Linked DNA regions of Mus musculus: all the other regions are linked to region 1. Evidence: chromatin contacts called from public HiChIP or PLAC-seq and promoter capture Hi-C data. All regions are on one chromosome and are shown on one strand. The core of a region is the stretch at or near the end of the contact, and the rest is flanking DNA. Distances in the headings are between cores, read along the strand shown. Region 1 holds the start of Vps4b (vacuolar protein sorting 4B). Region 2 has its middle 8.1 kb from the start of Gm41928. Region 3 overlaps Bcl2 (B cell leukemia/lymphoma 2). Region 4 has its middle 73 kb from the start of Gm41928.

Region 1 (4,775 bases), core at 771-3,270:
AGATACACCCTTCTGGGATGCCAGCTCACACTAACCTCTAATTCTGTTATAATCTTATGGAATTGTATTTAAATTCTGGTGGCATTTTGTTGTTGTTTGCTTTCTTGGTTATTTGCATTCCGCATTAGATTAAAAGCATCTATTTACAAAGATTTTTATTTTGTTCCTTGGGGAAATTACTCATTTAACAATTCTTTATCAAAATTTTCTTGGTTAGAAAGCTGAAAAGTCTGATGGAGAAAAACCACAGTGGAACTAACCACTAACACAACTGTAGCTCAACATCCCTCCTTCTTACCACTCACAGCTATACTTTTAATATTTTTCAGTCTCTAACTGGCTCACTGAAGAACATCCAACAATCCAATTAACATACAATGCATTCTGGTTACAGAATCAAACTACAAATGTTGAAAAAGAAAGATGAGTACCACAAATGAAATTATCTTTAATATCCACAGGAAAGCCGTTATCAATCAACGAATACATTCACAAAAGCAAAATCATCAACAACAAATCCACTAACCACCCCACAAAACAACCAAAACAAAACCCCAGCATTTTCCGAAAAGGGCTACAAAATATAAGGTTACAAAAACTCTGTGGAAAAAAAAATATACATACAGATTAATAGTGAACTTACTCTTAATTCTTAAAAATGAGCCATGGCTGCATTTAGACTTTATAAAAGAGAGCAATCATTCATAATCTTTTAGGTTGAGTTTCAGGATAAGACCCACTAGACAAACCTCTACTCCCCGTCTTGGTGTGGAGTGATCCCTATTCAAATGCCCTTCCTTTGGGTGGAATTTCTTCAGAATCAATTATCCTACGTTAAGGAAATATGTTTACATTATCATTGTTACTTATATCAGACACTGAACAAATACCTATTTGACTACCAGAAGACCAATATTTAAGGGTACTTTGTCCTACTCCTTGGTAAGAAACTAACCAACCTATTTGGCTAGAAGTCTTGGTTATTCTTCTGGACCCCATGGACGAACCAAGGATGATGGGAGACGGCGTTACAAACATTTGCCAATGCACACCGTTCCACGAAGCAGCAATAACCCCTTTCTAACATTATCTTAGGAATCCGAAATGTACCTAGAAAACACTTTTTGTTTTTGTTTTGCGATGAGGGCGGGAAAGTGAAGATACAGATTAAAATACTCCCTGATCTTAAATTCAGTAATTCGGGAGAACATACTCTTAATGAATTCATGGGGATGGTGCCAACAGGCTCGCTCTAACCTAAGGTTCTTGGCCTATTCACCGGATACCTGGACGTCTTTGTTTATCAGCGTAAGGAACTGAGAAGGCAAACCTTATTCTAAACTGGTCCGGAGTACTGCTTTGGGAAAAACAATAACAAAAACAAACAAACAAAAAAAAAAACCCTTTTCCTTTCTTCTTGGTGGACAGACTGGAGATCTTCCTGGTTGGAGAGATCGGCCCAGTTCGGCCCAAACTCCGCTGTTTTGTTTTCCAATCTCACAAGCAAACCAAGAGTCCCACAGACCTTGAGGCTGAGGCGATGCCAAGGCCGGCCCCGCTGGGAAGCGCCCCTTCGCCCGGGTCCCGTCTGCGCGGGCCCGCCCTCCTCCGCCGGGGACAGGGGCGCGGCCGCTTCTCAGTCCCCCGCCCCCACTCCTTCCCCGCGGGCTCCGGCTCTCCAGAGGGGCCCAGAGGAGCCCAGAAGGACCGCGGTACCTGCAGGTTGGTGTTCGTGGACGCCATGGTGGAGATCCGAGGGGTCCCCTACTACAGACAAGGCCCGCAGCAGCGCCGTCGAGTCGCGCCCGGGTCACCACCGCAAACCGTGCGGAGGCTGGCGGCTCTGAGACCCCCCCAGCGGCAGCCCCAGCTCCGGAGCCGTAAATCCAGCAGGAACTCCAGCAGCCACCCGACCCTCCGCACAAAACTTCCGTAATTTCGAGCCCCTTAGGGCTCTGGTCCCGCCTCTGGCCCGGGCACTTCCGCTTCGTCATCCGCACACGCGCTAACCAGTCACCCAGGATGCGTTTCGCCACAAATGAACTCTCGCGAAATGAGAACAGGAAGCCGAGATGCGGAAGTCAGCCTAAAGGCATGTGGGGGATTCTGGAGTGAAGTCTGGTGCTGGAGAGGGACGTCAGTTGTTAAAACATAAAAGTGTGACAAAAGTGTGTAGCTCAGCTAATGTATCGGACATTAACATTTTAGTTTTAGTAAGCAATAGTACAGTCATTTCAGATGCTATTAAGAGAAAGCTGGATGACAAGTACGTTGGAATTCGAAAATTCTTTTTGCAACTCTTGTGCAAGCGTTTCAAACTAAGGTTTTCTTTTCGAAATTATTGCTATCTGCTCCTTATATTCCAGCACAATAAAATACCTATTGTGTATATAAAATGGTAAAATGTAAATGGAGCCTTCACCCCTACTGTCTAGTGTTTACGGTACTGGGAGGTACTTTGCACAGAACCAGAGGAGAAAGGTAACCATCACCCAGCTACAAACCGTGGGACCTACAGTGGTGAGCTGCTTGCAGATAGGCTGGCTCAATACTGGCACAAATGTAAGAATAGCCAGCCACTCTCTGGTTGGATATAAGACCCAGCTATGGGATGGAACAAAACTGCTTGGGTAGCCATGAACTTTAGACTGGATAATCATGGTCTTAGGAGAAAACCACATACTGTTGTTCTGATTAAAAAAAAACACACACAGCAATAAAAATGACTCCCAACAACATTCTGCTACACCCATAGATCAGTGATTCACTCTCCAATCATCAAAGGAGTTTCCTCTTGTAGTATATGGGAACTAACCAGAGACCCGGAACTGAACAGTCAGTGTTCAGTGAGAGACCTAATGGGCTATCTTCATCCCTCCACCCCAGAGCAAAGAAATCTAGAAGAGGAGGAAAGACTAAGAGCCAGAGGAGTTTGGAGGACTCCAAGGAAGCAGAGTCACAAAAGGACTGAAGAGCAGAGTTCAAGTCAGATGGGGTCCCAGCACCGAAAGGGGGAAGTGGATGAGCGCTCCCACCCTAACCAAGAAACTATCTGCAATGACACTCACTTGCAAAGGAAAAATTAATTTTCTCCAATGAAACCTTAACGGGTATATAAACCACGCTTAAGGACAGGTCCTAGGCCGACACAAACAAACTCAAAGGTATTTTTGTAGACTTTTTGTCTCATACTTTGAACATTCTTTTCTACCTTGTCTTTTTCCTGTATGTTGTAGTTTCTAATTTTGTGCTTTAATGTAATTTTTGTGTGCATGTGTTTCTTTGGGTTCTTTTTCTTCCTGTTTGCTTTCTAAAGAGAGAGAAAGCAGAACATGAAGGTGGATGGGTGGGAATGTGGAAGGGACCTGGGAGGAGTTGGGGAATGAGAAATCATAATCAGGATATATCATATGGAAAAACTTTTCAATAAAAATAAGATGGAAATGGAATTCTTTATGTGCATAAAGGTTTACAAAATACTTGTGTACATATTTTATCTTACTGAATTCTATGAGAAATGTGTCTGATTTTTATAACTGAAGCTAATTGGGTGATCAAGAAAGCCCATTGCACAGCTGGGTGGTAAACTTAGGTCACTTATCTCCAAGGGCAATCTCATCTGAGAACTGAGGCAAACAACCAGAGGCTGAATGAACCCTGACTCTGGAGTGGAGGCTCAGTTCCGATCACATGAACAAGGATGCCCTAGAGAAGTGTCATCTGAACAGAATCTCAAAGTCTTAAATTGATTTCCACAGACCAGGACATTTCAGACAGCAGTCAAAGCAAGAATAAATGCACAAAGGAAAGCCATCCAACGTGTTTATGGGAGGCTGGCATGCAGGAAGCAAAGATACTTTGGAATAAGAGTGGCAGGAAATGAAGTTAGGAATATATCGGCAGGCACTGATGGATGCTGAGTGCTTCATGCATTAGGCTTTTCTAGAAAGCAGACAGGGTTGCAGAAGCCCTGCATTGTTGGTCTTTTTAGATTTTATTTCTGGTGAAGTTGTGATTGGTGGTATGTTGACTTTATGAAGATGGATATGGGTATTGTAGAATGGACCAAGAGAAAGCTGGTAATAGGATGAAGTAAGAGGCATCTTGTTTCTACACTTTAAGAAAGAGCCATAGAGCCAACAGGATATTCCCCATTCCTGGAGTACAAACCTTTCGTCCTCACTCGAGGGCTTTGGTTAATAGTAGATCATGTTCCTCAATTGCTTTTGATTAACTCAGCTTGTTAAATAAACACACAGAGATTCTTCAAGTGCCTGTTCAATGTCATTTTTTTCATGACGTCTTGGAAGTGTCTTTATTCTCACTATATCTTGGCACTTGAATTCCATAAATGTGCAGTAAGAGCTTGTGTGTCACAAATAAGAAAAAGCTGTTACTCCCATTTTCATACAATATCCTATCTTTCGAGGGGTAAAATCACCAAGGTCCTACTACTTTAGACCACAATTCCCTGGGCACTAAACCTTCCATGTTTTATAACTCCCTCTGCCCTTACATTGACATACACCCACAAATTACCTGCTTAATTAATGTTAATTAAACAAAAAACACTCCCTTTCCTCAGGGGAAATCTTTCAGGGAAATACTTTCAGACCTCAGGAATTATGGAAAATGGGGAGATCCGTGGAGCTCATGGAGGCATTTGTGGATTCAGCCCTTCTACATGAAATTTAGTTTCATAACGACAAAATTCATCTCAGTCTTAAATCAAAGATTTAAAGGAAACAATTAACAGTAAGACCTTCTCCATAGCC
Region 2 (4,459 bases), core at 1,173-3,672, 280 kb before region 1:
ATGATACACATTAGAGCCAAAGGGATAATTCCTTCCTATACAAAGAGCTCTGTAAAGTGAACAAAACAACAAAGAACCCAGTGGAATGCTGTTAAACCAGTTTTACATTTACCCTTTGATTTAATTTACTTGTGATTTTCATGCAGTTTTATTTTATGTGGCTAAAGCCCCATGCTTTCTATTACATGGTTGGATAGCCTGGTTCACACACACACACAAAAAAAAATCAAGTACTGAATTCTGTGCTACCATAGGCTTTGGGAGGAGGGGGAGGGTCTGTCCTGCTTTCTTATACCTATTGGATAAAGAGCTTTTCTGCCTGCCTTTCCTGGAGGGAGGAAGCCCGCTGTGACTAAGTGGACTTACATAACTAACTGCTGACTGACAGTGGTCCTCACTTCCGAGACTCACAGAAATGACATCCTTTGACATCCCAGGGCCACACCCATAAACAGGTCCCCATTCCGAAGTATATAGGTTTAACAGTACTTTCTGACCCATCTGTGATGTCTTTTTTTCTCAAAGTACGCTCACATTTTCCTAAATAATTAGCTAGTTAATCCCAGTTCCATTTTGTGAGTGGTCTTTCCATTCCCCACTGATGTGTGGCATAAACATTATCATGCATTAAATACTCATGCATGCTAAAAATAAAAAGTCATCTCAGCTCAGCGTTGTACATTAATCTGAGGCACTCAGAGGTAGTGTTTGTGAAATTGGAATGTCCTTCCTCTCCTGTCCTCCCCAGAGACAGAAAACAGAGGGAAGGAAGCCAGGCAAACATTAAACAACGTTGGCTGTGCTGGATCGTGTTTATGCCAGGAAAAAAAAAAAAAAAAAAAAAAAAAAAAACAGAATAAGATTGCATGATTTAAAGACTATTATGCCGCTGAAAGAACCTAAAAAATGAGCTGCTCTCTCTTTGGTACTTACTCCACACCCAGCTCTGTGAGAACAGTTTCGTGATGCTGTCAGTCCCATGACCACCCATGATGAGGTGTTTTGTACCATTGCCTTGATTTTAGACCTGAGAATGTGTGGCTTCTCCTACGTCTGTCAGAAGGGAGCCTCCCCAAGATGCAGCAAACCCAGCCAGTCAGCGAGGCACTGTGATGGTTCTTTGTCTGAGCTATTCTTCTCAACAAAGACATCAGACAATGACAAGCACAACAAAGACAATCCTGGTAGAGCAACAATGGGGCTGGGATGTAAAATGATGCACCCAGGCATTTCTGTGGGTCTCAGAAGTGAGGACCACTGTCAGTCAGCAGTTAGTTATGTAAGCCCTGAAGTCACAGCAGCCTTCCTCCCTCCAGGAAAGGCAGGCAGAAAGCTCTTCATCCAATAGGCTTAAGAAGGCAGGACAGAACCTTCCCATCCCCCTGAAACCCCATGGTAGCCCAGATAATTCAGTACTTGAATTTTTGTTAAACCTACTTCTCTTAATTATGTTTCTATTGCTGGGATAAACACCACAAATAAAAGCAGTTTTCGGAGGAAACCGGCTGATGGTCCATCATGAAGAGAACTCGGCACAGGAGCTCAAGGTAAGAACCTAGAATCAGGAACCGAAGCAGAGGCCATGAAGGAACATTGCTTACTGGCTTGTTTCCCATGGCTTGCTCGGCTCACTCTCTCTTATGTTTCACACCCACCTGCACAGGGGTGACACTGCCCCTACGAGGCTGGGCTCTCCCACATCAATCATTAATTAGGAAAATGGCTCACAGGCTTGCCTCCAGGCCAAGGTGATGAAAGCATCTTCTCACCCACGGTTCCTTCTTTCTAATGATGTCTAGATTAATGTCGGATTGACAAAAACCAACATGCACACTAGTAGACTTTTGGGGTGTTTACATTGCTTAGAACTAACTATTCATTTACCTGTTATTTGTTGATTGTCTCCACAGTCCAACCAGAGGCCATACTGTGGAGACATATGGTAAGGTCCTCAAATGACCCTGGGACACACACAGGTCCAAGTCAAGGCTATGGGAAGTATTATGAAGGCAACATGGATCCTGGCTGTCAAGGGCCACGTTCTTTCTGAGTTTAGGGTTCTGTTGGTAGTACAGAAGAAGCATGCCAGGGATTTAGGTCACATATTGAGAATCTTATGACTCTGAAGCCTACTTTGTTACTTCCTTCCATCTAAGTACTAGTTAGGCTCAACGCTGCCCAGCTTCCAAGCCCAGTATGTTCAGAGTGGCTGGGCTGCCCTAGACTTATAATGCTGGCTGGCTGTACAGTAAGCACAGCCTCTCTCACCTCTTGGTATTCCTGCATAGCCACCCCCTCCGTATCCCTGCACAGACCTCCCCTCCCCCCCCCGTCAGTATCCCTGCACAGCCTCCCCCACCCTCAGTATCCATGCCAACCCCAGAGATGAGTGATTTGCTCCAGTTTTGTCAGTTCAAACCACATCCTGCCCATTTCCACTTTCCACAACCGGCTCATGACACCGGTGACTCTAAGATGTGGCAGGCTTCTGGGCCAAGAAACAGCAGAGATCTGTTTCGCAGAAGTGAAAATCATCTAGTGGTCACCCATCAGGTAAGCTTTCCCTCCCCAAGTCCCCCATCTGCAGATGAGGCTGACACTCAGCCTGCGGTCACCAACTTAACCATAGCTTTCCCCTAAAGGAAAGTTAAGCCTGAGGCAGGAAGGTCAGTGGTGCACTCACGAAGGAGCTACACTCATCTGGTTCAAGGCCTGAAGCCAAGAATGTAGCCTCCCATAGTTGGTAAGGACACAAAGAGAGCATCTCTTCACTTTACAGATGGGGGTGGGGGGAGTTAGTTCAGGGGCCAGACTGATAGAGGCAGAAGCTAAGCTGGAACCTCAGTCAAGTTCACTCAAAGACAATCAGTTTGGCCCAGGTCTGTGAGTTATCATTGAACTGAGGAGTTAGGTGACCAAACGATGCATCTCATAGCTGGACACTGTCTATTAAAAGCCAGCAGAAGGGCAGTTACTAGTTTAGCAAACAGCACAGAAGTCATGCTTAAGGTGTTAGGTGATCAAGGACACCAATACAAATAAACATTTTAAGGCCGGGTAGGGTGGCACACACCTGGACGTCCTGGCAATGAGGAGGTGAGGACGGGAGGATCATGAGTTCAAAGGTAAAATGAGCCATCTATCAAAAGTGTACCTTTAAAAATCAAAATAGAAATCAGAATAAATAATTTGAAGGAATTTAACACTTGAAGTGGAAGAAAAAGAGGAGGATGGGGAGACAGAAAGCAGAAGAGGAGAGGCAGGAGATGACAAGATGCAACACTCAGGAGGTCATTCTGGGCTAAAGAGGTGGCTCAGTGGCTTTTCCAGAGGATTCAGGTTAGCTTCCCAGTACCCATGTCAGGTGGCCTCACAGCCAGCTCAAGTCCACAGACATGAGACCAGACACCCTCTTCTAGCCTCAGTAGACATCTGCATACATCTACAAATACCTTTATACTCTCTCTCTCTCTCTCTCTCTCTTTCTCTCTCTCTCTCTCTCACACACACACACACACACACACACACACACACACACAGACAATTTACAATTTTTAAATAAATAAGTCAATTAAAAAGTTGTCAAAGAAGTCATCATGAAAAATAGACCTTTGAAGAATTCTTAATCCTATGATTTGAAGGAGGCGGGTGCTAGGAATGAAACTCATGGCCTTGTCCATGTTAGGCAAAAGCTCTACCACTGAGCAGTTGTTCAGCCCCTTTGCAATTGTTAAATGCATTCGAGCAAGCACTGCCATCTTCTGAATGTTCCGGGAAGAAAACCAATCAATAGTTTGGAAGAACTGTAGCCTCAATCAAGCTTGGGATGTTGGAATCCACAAGACCAGGGATGACCTAGATGGCCAAATGGTCTCCAAATATACAGCCATGACCCCTTGTCCAACAGGCAGTCCAGGCTGGTGAACATACAGGGCCTGTCTCTATGCACACTGACCACAATAAATATTGATTTTCACCAGTGCTGGGTTTCCTTATCTTTCAAGGGTGTGATATGGCCCCTAACTGCTTAACTTATTAACTTGGCTTTCCATTCCCATTGAAAAGCAGAGGACAAAGCAGAACTGTAAGGGGCATGCTTGAGTGTGTGTGCACATGCATGTGTGTATGTAGATGCCTGCATGTGTTATGTGTTTGTGTGCATGTGTTGTGTGTTTGTGTTCATGTGTTGTGTGTTTCGGTGTGCATGTGAGTGTTGTGTGTGTTCATGGCCTCTCAGTGGTATCTTGAGAGTTTAACTTGGACATGGAAGGGCCTCCTACAGAAAACTGCTGTAGGAACTCATTCCATTTAAGTACATAACCTGCAAACATCCTATACCAAGTTGGGCCTGGCCCTGAGCCTGGGCTAATTTCAGCTCCATTGTGGGGAGACCAGCTCTGCCGTCGGTTTAACTGCCAGCCCAGATAAGCAGCAGTGTGCTGAGAACCATAGGTTGCAC
Region 3 (4,753 bases), core at 1,027-3,526, 260 kb before region 1:
TAGCTTGTTAGGGAGGCTTTCCAAAGGTTTCTTTGATAATGACGAATAGTCAGCACAACCATGTTAGCGTGTTATAAACAGTTCCAGAGGACAACTGGTGCTGCTCACTGTATTTTATTTTATTTTTTCAGACAGACATGGGGAGTTAATGGCAATGTAATGTTTTCTAACAACACAAACAAAGAGCCATTATATGTAACAGTAGCCAACTGGAGACTTATTTTACCTTAAGTATGCCAAATACACTTATATATTTCTTGTATGTACAGTGCTATAGGCATCAGCCACGCCTAAAAGTATCAACCTTAAAAGCAGCCCATGGATATAAGTATGAAAATCTTGATAACAAAGCTTCCAATACAAAACACTTATTTGAACATTACTTTACTTAGAAAGAACCCCACTATAGCTGAAGCCAAAGCAAAGTTTAGCTGAAAACCTAAGAAGATATTTTAATAGAGAACCCCTGTCTCCAAAGGAAAATATCTCCTAATGGAAACTGAATCTGCCATCAATCCTTCAGATGTTATCTCGGAGGGGAGGATTTCATGAAGGGAGCCAGCTGGAGGGCCCACTGCAGGTTCCCAAGTGGGAAGGTACAGGCATTGCCGCATAGCCACATGGCCGGCACACTTAACATTCCCAGGATTTCTGATTAGCTAGCTTTTCCATCTTCTGTGACTCTTTTTGTCTTCTGTACTGGACTTGGTGCATGGAACACTGGCTTTATGTTATTCTTCTTAGATATCCAGGATGAAGTGCTCAGGTGCCATCTGCCCTCTACCTGGTTTTCTTCATGCCTGGAGAGATGCACAGTGCACAGATGTCTATAGCGGATTGAATAATTCCCTGGCCAAGGCTAAGGGACTGCCACAATCGTTTACCTAACTCAGTCTCACAATGTTTTACTTAATTCAATCTTATTGAATTTTTTCTATGTTGTGTATAATAAACAGAGAGAAACAGATGTCCCTACCAACTGGAAAGTTGTTGTTTAAATACCCTGTTGGTTAAAATGTCAAACTTACTGTTTAAACACTCATTAGCCATATCCAACTTGAAACATATGCTATTGCTTGACCATATTAAGCCAGACTTTGAACTAGGTCAATGTCCCTGGAGTATAAATGTACCATAGAGCTTCCTTGCTTCTTGCAAAAAGTCCTCAGGCGAACATAACTTTGACCCCCATAAAGGTCCCTCACTTCTCACAGCCTTGATTTTGCTGAAGACCTTCACACCCTGGCCCAATCTAGGAAATGTTCTACTCATGTAAGAATTCTTCATCTCTCCCACCTCATAACAAGTGTCCTTTGTCCCTATAATAATGGCATAGAAAAATCCCTGAAAGACCCAAATTGGGCAACAATACAGATCAGATCAGAGCCTTCATGGGCCCGACAATGGAGAATTGTATTTCTTAAAAAGTGTGTGATCATATTTGTCTGAGCTGCAATAGAGACCATAGTATAAGCTCAGAAGAGAACTTTAGTGGCTCCCTAATTTCCTTAGACTGGCTTATATTTCAACCTTTTCCTGTTATTTTTTCCTGATAGGGTAGGTGTACATTTCTAACTGTAACTGATAAGGAAGTATAGAGACACCCATCACCTTCAAAGCACAGTTAGAGTTGAAGCTCACATTTATGAGTTGTTTTAGTCTAGGCTCCATTACAAACACGGGCTATTCACAATTCTGCCTATTCTATTCAGTGTGGGACCTACACATGTGGGTACTGCCACCCATTATCTACATTCAGTCCTGATTATTATAATCCCTCCTGGCTTATGAGCACTTCCTAAACCCTGCTTCCCCCTTTCCTAGACCCAGCAATGCTCTTAGATGTAATAAATAAGAATATGCCTGTGGAAAAAATGTATGTATGTATGAATAAAGGCCACACCCAAACATCCAGAGACAAGCGAGCTGGACAGGATGGAGGGTTTTACTTGAACTACATGAAAGTGCTCCCTTAACTGTGGCTCTCATGGACATCTCAAGCCTTCACGCAAGTTCAGGCCCTGAGGAATCACTGAAGATCAACCTCTCTGTTTTTTTTGCCATCTCTCAGAGAGCCTGGGCGGGTACTGGGGCTCTGGAGGGCATTGGGCTGCTCTTCTCGATGGCTCTCTCTGAGTCTCTCAGCCCACTTCTACGTCTGCTTGGCTTTGATTGATGGAGAGATTTCAAAGCTTACAGAGGAGGTGAGATTTGGGTGTGAAGCCCTTCTGAAATATGAACTACATGCAGATGGCTCTCTGTTGTCTGATTGCAAAATAATTGAGGTTATTAAAAAAAAAGAGGAAGAAAAAGGCTAGTCAAGTCAGATTCTATGTATACTCTTTGCTTCTAACATGTTTTTAACAAGAAAAAAAATTGCATCACCAACTACTTTTAGAGCAAATGCAGCCACAATACTGTCCAGTTCTAGGGTCCAGGGACTTGGAGAATTTGCCATTCAAATCAGAAAACAAAATCCCACACCTGAAGGACTCCTATGAGCTGCTGCTGCTTCTTCTTTTAAATGTATATACATTTTTTTCAAATACTCTACAAATCCAAGTTTGAACAATAGCAACAAAAACAAAAGAGAAACAGGTTTTATATTTAAAATAAATGTCTGTGTTCTTCATCGTTACTTCAAGAAGCAGCTTGAAGGAGCCGGTCACTTGGTGTGTACTGCAAACCGACTCCTCCATTACAATGATCTTGGCAGGATAGCAGCACAGGGTTTCTTATTCCATATTCATCGCGTGGAGAATGTAAACCTTTCACAGGATAATATTTCGCTTAAAAACTAGAATAACTTGAAAAGTTCTGATCATCCTGTTCTCTGAGACCTACTGGGGAGTTCTGGCTCTCCTGCTCTCTCCCTTGTTCTCTCTCTCTCTGCACAGGGAGGCAGGCCTGGGGGACAGGGGATAAGAGGAGTCCTGACACATCTATGCCCAACAGGCCACACAAAGCAACCCTCTGAAGGCCCAGCTGCTAGAGCCAGGTCCTAACCCCTTGCTCTGCTTCCCATCTGGATTTCTAAGTGAATGAACATCATGGGTTTAACCAAACATGCATGAAATCCTAGGTAACTTGAGTTAAATGCTGAATCGTCCAGGGACAAGTAAACCTGGAAGAAACAAGGTCGAGTGGGCAACAGCTATATCCATCATGATAAGCAATCCCAGGGTCTGTCCCGGCAGAGGGGTAGGCTCCAACAGCACAGCGGAGGGAACAGGCAAGCCCAGCTCCATCGGTTCCTCGCATCTCTCTAAAGCTGTTCCCACCTTTTCAGAAATGCTTTTGAAGAATCAAGAGACAAATACCTCAAATGGAAAAAGTATCTTTTTCTGTTTGTGTGACTAACAAACATTCTAGAGGTCATAACTAAATACAATTTAAACAATGCTGAGATGCATGGATTCTTTTTGAAAGCAGCTTTTGAAATATCAACCACAGCAATAAACATTGAGTGAAGTACATTCCAACGTTAATACAGATGAATGGTACAGGGTGTGATAATGCCCCAAAGGTAATTCCACAAATACCCCCATGCTAATTCTGAACTTGGGGAAAAAGTGGTTCCCCTTTCATTAGCTGGAAATTTCATCACTTCTTTTGTTATTCCTCCATAATATACCATCTTTTTTTTTTTTTTTTTTTTTTTTTGGCCCCAGGATGTATAGATAATCTCCACATTCCATACATTCCTGAAACTTTTTATTCTCTCTCTCTGTCAGATTTTCAAATAGAACCAAACTACAAGATAATGTTTTACATGTAAATCCATAGACACGGGTCATCGACTCCGTGAGCCTCGCTTCACTGCCTCCTTAGGATTTTTGGCCAAAGTAACTTAAAGCCTTGCCTTAAATGTGACAGCACTGCCAGCAGGTACCTGTGGCCACCTAAAGCTCCGCCGGGCTTCTTCTTCTGTGTGGTGGTCTTCCTGCCTTCACTATGCCCTCAGGCAGGATGGGCACTACCTGCGTTCTCCTCTCTACAGTGGCAAGTGTCTTAGAAAGAGCAGTTCTCCTGCTCCAGACAGGCCCAGCCTGGAGGGCCTGAGGGTAGCAGACCCTGGTGAGTCTCTATTATATTGCTCTTTCTTACTGGGTAAGTCTGAGCTCAGAGACCAGCTGCTCTGTTCCAAACCCGGTGAGGAGGCTGGTGAGGGCCACACTCAGGGCAGGCTGCCCAGGCCAAGTTGCTGAGCCACAGGGAGGTTCTGCAGATGTTGGTCTCCATAAAGCAGGCACTTGTGGCTGCCTGAAGCGCTAGGTGACCCCATTCTTCCTGATGCTGAAGAAGTCGTCACACATCCACTTCCTGGAATCCAGAAGCCTTTGTTTCCTCCTCAGACAGAGTGAGTATTGGAGGAGGGGGTGTGCGTATCCAAAATATATGATTATCTACAGTCAGGGCTTAAGGTACTGGATGATATTGTATAAACTGCTAAAATGCTTCTCGGCACAATTGGTAGCTTAAAAAAATAATTTCCTATGATTAAGGGCATTTTCCCACCACTGTCTTTCAGCAGGGAAGTCTCAGTGGGTACCAAGTTCATCTGAAGTTTCCAGCCTTTGTCCTCTGACTGGGTATGTACCATGTGAGTCATATACAAAAGTCCCTTCTCCAGTCCATGGAAGACCAGGCTTTCTTGTAGGCACCTGCTCCTTCTAGCATCCTGGCCCCCAGGGCCAGTATATAGAGATCACATTGAAGCCTTCTTCAAAGCTTCTAGCAGCCAGACTGCAGG
Region 4 (4,584 bases), core at 692-3,191, 350 kb before region 1:
GGGGGGGGGGAGAGAGAGAGGGGTGGGAGAGCATATAAAGTTGGGAGGGGAGAGAAGGTAAGGATAGAGGAAGAATTTGAGGGGAAGGAAGGGGGGTTGTGGGAACACGTCATATGCATGTGTGAAATTTTGATTAAGTAAATATATATTAAGAGATTGTGATTAAGCTACCAATATTCATCTCTTGGAAAAATTTAACCTGCCTGCTTTGACAAATATATAAAGAATTACAGTCATAGAGACCATGATATCTAGTCATAGTTTATTGTCTATTTAGAAACTAAAGGGATATCTACCAGACATCATACATCTGAAAACATCTATGAAACACTTTGTCCATGTATTAAACACAAAATCACAATAGACATTGGGAAATATTAGGGACTAAATAAAAACTCAAAATTATATGTCAGAATTTATCAGATGTAGCTATAATTGTTCTTAGGGAACAGTTTGTAACCTCGTGTATTTTTATTAGCATAGAGGAGCTTAACATGCTTTCAAGTCTACCAAAGAATTAGGACAAATAGGAGAATAAAATCAGAGAAAGAAAAAATAGTAGTAAAAGCAGACATTCATGAAGTAGAAAAATACACACAAAAGAAAATCAACAAAGGCAAACATTCTTAGAAAAGAAACCAAAATAAACACCTCACAACATTGATCCATCAACATGAAGTAGGAACTTAGTGGTGGGTAAATTATAATTATGAATGCTGTAAGCATGAAGTGGGAGAAGGCCGCTGTAAGCCACAGCTGGTTCTGTTGCAAGCCTGTGACCTTGGGGAATACACTCTCTTCTGTCTGTCTGACACAGCTCCGATCTCAAATGGCTCTGGAACAGTTTAATAGAGTTCATTAAAAGGCACAGTCTAGTGATCTGGAGGGATCTGGGAATCTGCATTGACAACATGGTCCGCAGTGATACAGAAGATACCTGCCTGCTTTTTCATGGGTTAGGCTACCCGCTGACTACTCATTCCAAATTTCCTAATTTCTTCCTATATCACCCACAGATGGTAAAGCTGAGATTCACCAAAGTCAAACCCTAAATAACCATCAAAGAACAGAAAGAAAATAATAGAAAAACCTCCTATCACCCTCTAAATCTACTACAGGACACACTTAGGATATCACCTGCAATCAAGCCCCATTCTCTTTTCTCCTCCTCCTCTCCTCTTCCTCCTCCTCTTCTTTCTTTTCTTCCTCTTCTTTCTTTTCCTCTTCCTCTTCCCTTTCTCCTCCTCCTCCTCTCTTCTTCCTCCTCCTCTTTTTCCTCTTCTTCCTTTTCTTCTTCTTCTTTCTCTTCTTCCTTTTTCTCTTCCTCTTCCCTCCTCCTCCTCTTTGCTTGTTTTGTTTAGATGAAGCAATTCTATGTTATAGGAGATGTGCCGATTGAAAGCTCACATATCGACATGGTCCATGCCAATAAGGAAGTAGGGTGATGCAGTCACCTTTTGCATCCATTGGCAATAGCCACTTGAACACATTTCCTTTTCTAATTACATAAGCGGAATTTCTATTTGTCTTCACACAATGCTTCAGAGGCATATCTTAATTATTGCAACATTATTAGCAGTTGAATAAGAAGTCAGTTTGATATTCGGGAAATAAAAGTCTTACATAAAGCTTTCTAGAGCATGAACTTCCTCTGTGTAAGTCAAGGAGAAATTGATTAAGTCATTTGCTTGAGTGCACAGAATGATAATTTTCTTTCATTTAAAATGTCTAACAGCAGTAAGAATTGTCATCATAAATCTTTAAGTCCTAAGCTAAAGGAGAAAATGCTTATGCAGAAAGATGAACAGGTTGGAAAATATTTGCCCTGACTGAATCAAGACCTGAGAGAAGGTATGTTGTCAACATGAGCCAGCTCTGGGGTGAGGGTGTGTGTAGACAATGTCCACCATTGTCTTTTCCCAGCCACCCCAGGAACTCTGAAGACTACGCCCCTACAAGGAATGTTCCTACCAAGATCAGCTAAACCTGCTCCCTTGATCCAGCAGTACTCGATAAATCCTGCCTCCTTGCTTATCTGTATGTAACACCTTATCTGTATGTAATCAACTTTGTTCAGCTGTTTGCAATAACCCTGCTTCCTTGTTCAACTCTGTGTAACTAACATGCTGAGTTTCTGGGGTTCTGCAGTTTCTCCAACAGAGCCCAGACCACTCCATCACAGCTGGGTGCTGAGAATGGAACCCAGATCCTCTACAAAAACAAGTCCTTTAAACTGTGGAACAGTCTGTCCAGCCTCCAACGTCCGGTTTTCTGGAACCTTCCTTCTTCATCGTGAAATCTTAGCAGAGATATTGGTGATGGAGGGCTAGTTATACATGGGAAAGTTGGCAAATTATTTTCCATGAAATCCAAGATAAAAATAGATTTAAATGAATCTCCACAGAGCAGAAACACTATAAAAACAAAATCTCCTGGTGGGTGGGGCTGAAGCTTCTGGTGACCAGACCAGAGACAAAACAGTGGCCTAGGAAGCCTAGTTGTCTGGAGGTCAGAGACCAGGTAGTCTTCTCACCTAGTGAGGGTTTAAAACTATTGTCTTCCAGAAATATAAGCCTGTGCCCAGGCTATCCTGCTAATGGAACTGGAAATGCCCAACTCCCCTGTAGCAAGAAAAGAGTGGTGATCATATTTGGAAGTTCTCTATTTGGAGACTCGATCTGGCTCAGAAGGAAAAACAAAACAAAACAAGAAAATCCCCATCTCTAGTCTGTGTACCCAGCCAGCAGAACTGAAACATTTAGAAACTTCTAGAAAGTTTGCAGCAGTGGAGGAAATGCCAGTGTAAGAAGAAAGTGCAAGACAAACTGGAGATATAGGTGAGCAAAGAGAGAATGAAAAAAGAATAGCAGACACATCTGGGAGGATCTGCCTCCCCCTCCAGCAGCACTGTCACACAACAACTGCTGCTCCCAGCCCCCAGCTGCCCCAGTGATAGAAACCAGAGTCTCCTGAAAATGTCCTCTTCAAATGGGAAGGAATGGCTGGGACCCTTCTTCCTGATTGAGGGAGCAGGAGGAAAGCCATGAGCCATGTATTCCACATGGCTGCCTATTTCCTCTGCTTGCTCACCTATGTGATAAGATGACAGTAAAAAGCAAACTTAGAGGATGGCATCAGTAGAGGACAGAGCTCAGTGAACATTTGCAGAAAGTTGACTGAGCAGGACTGAGGGGCCACTCTGAGGCACATGCAGAATATGGCTGTTGTCTTTAGGACATGGAAGGATGCCTTTGGATTCCTTAAGTCCCTCCAGAGAAAGTACCCCACAAGCTGACATTTCATGGTCAGAAGGAATCATCAATACACCATTTCCATGAATATGGAGGCTTCTGGCCAGTCTCTTCAAGAATATGTGACCATGAGCCACTAACAACTGAGGACCTCTGACCACATGAGAACACCCAGCTTGAATAAGTCCAAAAACTAATGCAGAAAAAAGAATAGTTAACAAACAACAACAACAACCCACCCCAAATCCCAGAACAAAACAAAACCAACAATGAAATTTCAAAACAGGACTAAAATGATATAAAATGAAAATACATAAGAGTGGCCCTTGGAAACTTAACTTGTTATTCCTTTATTGTTGTGTGTAGGTGCACTGCGTGTGTGCCTTGGTGTGCATGTGGAGAGTAGTTAGGGCTGGAATCAGGTTTCTCCTGCCACTTTGTCAGGATTGAACTCAAGGGCTCAGGCATAAAGTACATAAAGGCTCAAGTCTCTGCCTGCTGAGCCATCACACTGGATCTGAAATTTTAAAATGAGTAAAGTTAAAATTAAAAATGAAAATATTCCATGTGGGGATCAGAACATAATGCTATATAAATTAATATGAATGATAAAAAGAGTCTATGGGAGGAAAGAGGCATGGGAGCTGATGGGTGTGGTCCCAGCATCAGAGTTAGCAGTATTTCCCAGAGGAGAAACCAGGAAAGATAAACGAAACAACAGAACTCTCTAGAACAGAGACAGAAATCTTCACGCTGAAGCACCAGGGTCAGGGTGGGGCACCACGAGAGGACAGCACTTCAATCGGGTGCTGTGTGGTAAGCAACCAAGATAAAGAAGCATCTAAAAGGAGAACAGACAAATGGAAGCCTGACACCTGGTCCTCCTCGAAGGCTGGAAAAGGTGGGATAATTGCCTGCTGGATATGGAGAAAAGTGAACTGCATCTGATTTGGGTATACTACTGAATCCCCTCAGATCTGGAGAAGAGAATGGTGGGACTTGGAATATCTATCTTTCACTTATTCTGTCATGGAAAGTGAATGGAGTTTATGCAATGGAAAGGTCCAGAAGTCATTCAGTAGGTGGTGGCTTAGTGGTACAGCTCTTTCCTAGAACTCACAAAGCCCTCTGGCTGATTCCCAGTGTGGTAAAATCAAATTATGTAAACTAAAATAAAGGTAAATATAAAATAGTAATCTAAGAGGAAGGACACATTAAATTGAGGAAAGGGTTGATGCAGCCTGAGACACATCTGTCTTAGATGTTTTGGAAACACAGAAGAAGCAAGCCACATGGAAGCAGGGATGCTGACTTGGTTTGAATGAGCTGTCCC

Evidence for each region. Promoter capture Hi-C pulls out the DNA fragments that hold promoters and counts their contacts. HiChIP or PLAC-seq counts read pairs in DNA pulled down with a chosen protein or histone mark.
Region 2: a promoter capture Hi-C map of pre-B cells shows a contact between it and region 1. The contact joins the enhancer-like site here to the promoter of Vps4b in region 1. A contact is called at or near these places in 8 of 39 promoter capture datasets (the 3T3-L1 cell line, the C10 cell line, cranial neural crest and 4 more), 1 of 15 datasets of contacts at CTCF or cohesin (the NIH/3T3 cell line), 3 of 484 Hi-C or Micro-C datasets (the Ba/F3 cell line, bone marrow-derived macrophages and group 2 innate lymphoid cells), 15 of 115 datasets of contacts at active chromatin or transcription factors (the 230-238 cell line, bone marrow-derived macrophages, cardiomyocytes and 9 more) and 4 of 9 other capture datasets (adipose tissue, liver, macrophages and 1 more).
Region 3: an H3K4me3 HiChIP or PLAC-seq map of bone marrow-derived macrophages shows a contact between it and region 1, with 4 times the contacts expected there. The contact joins the enhancer-like site here to the promoter of Vps4b in region 1. A contact is called at or near these places in 8 of 39 promoter capture datasets (the C10 cell line, cranial neural crest, liver and 4 more), 1 of 15 datasets of contacts at CTCF or cohesin (the NIH/3T3 cell line), 1 of 484 Hi-C or Micro-C datasets (group 2 innate lymphoid cells), 14 of 115 datasets of contacts at active chromatin or transcription factors (the 230-238 cell line, bone marrow-derived macrophages, cardiomyocytes and 7 more) and 4 of 9 other capture datasets (adipose tissue, embryonic stem cells, liver and 1 more).
Region 4: a contact with region 1 is called in an H3K27ac HiChIP or PLAC-seq map of extraembryonic endoderm stem cells. The contact joins the enhancer-like site here to the promoter of Vps4b in region 1. A contact is called at or near these places in 4 of 39 promoter capture datasets (3T3-L1-derived adipocytes, cranial neural crest, hematopoietic stem and progenitor cells and 1 more), 1 of 15 datasets of contacts at CTCF or cohesin (the NIH/3T3 cell line), 8 of 115 datasets of contacts at active chromatin or transcription factors (bone marrow-derived macrophages, embryonic stem cells, extraembryonic endoderm stem cells and 3 more) and 1 of 9 other capture datasets (liver).

What each region holds. Positions count from the first base shown.
Region 1 is chr1:106,794,705-106,799,479 of GRCm38.p6, forward strand. Vps4b (vacuolar protein sorting 4B) reads right to left here and starts at 2,021. Exons shown (of 11, transcript NM_009190.2): 1 at 1,717-2,021. The coding sequence starts at 1,743.
Region 2 is chr1:106,513,334-106,517,792 of GRCm38.p6, forward strand. No RefSeq gene overlaps it. Among named protein-coding and RNA genes, the nearest start is that of Gm41928, 8.1 kb to the right of the region's middle. Within about 2 kb of position 2,423, at least 85 of the 459 cell types and tissues checked have an H3K27ac peak or open chromatin away from gene starts, as enhancers often do. A contact at or near this core is called in the 230-238 cell line, the Ba/F3 cell line, group 2 innate lymphoid cells and 1 more, where this site is marked.
Region 3 is chr1:106,538,080-106,542,832 of GRCm38.p6, forward strand. Bcl2 (B cell leukemia/lymphoma 2) reads right to left here. Exons shown (of 2, transcript NM_009741.5): 2 at 97-4,753. Among named protein-coding and RNA genes, the nearest start is that of Mir3473f, 6.2 kb to the right of the region's middle. Within about 2 kb of position 2,277, at least 7 of the 459 cell types and tissues checked have an H3K27ac peak or open chromatin away from gene starts, as enhancers often do. A contact at or near this core is called in bone marrow-derived macrophages, where this site is marked.
Region 4 is chr1:106,448,005-106,452,588 of GRCm38.p6, forward strand. No RefSeq gene overlaps it. Among named protein-coding and RNA genes, the nearest start is that of Gm41928, 73 kb to the right of the region's middle. Within about 2 kb of position 1,942, at least 21 of the 459 cell types and tissues checked have an H3K27ac peak or open chromatin away from gene starts, as enhancers often do. A contact at or near this core is called in extraembryonic endoderm stem cells, where this site is marked.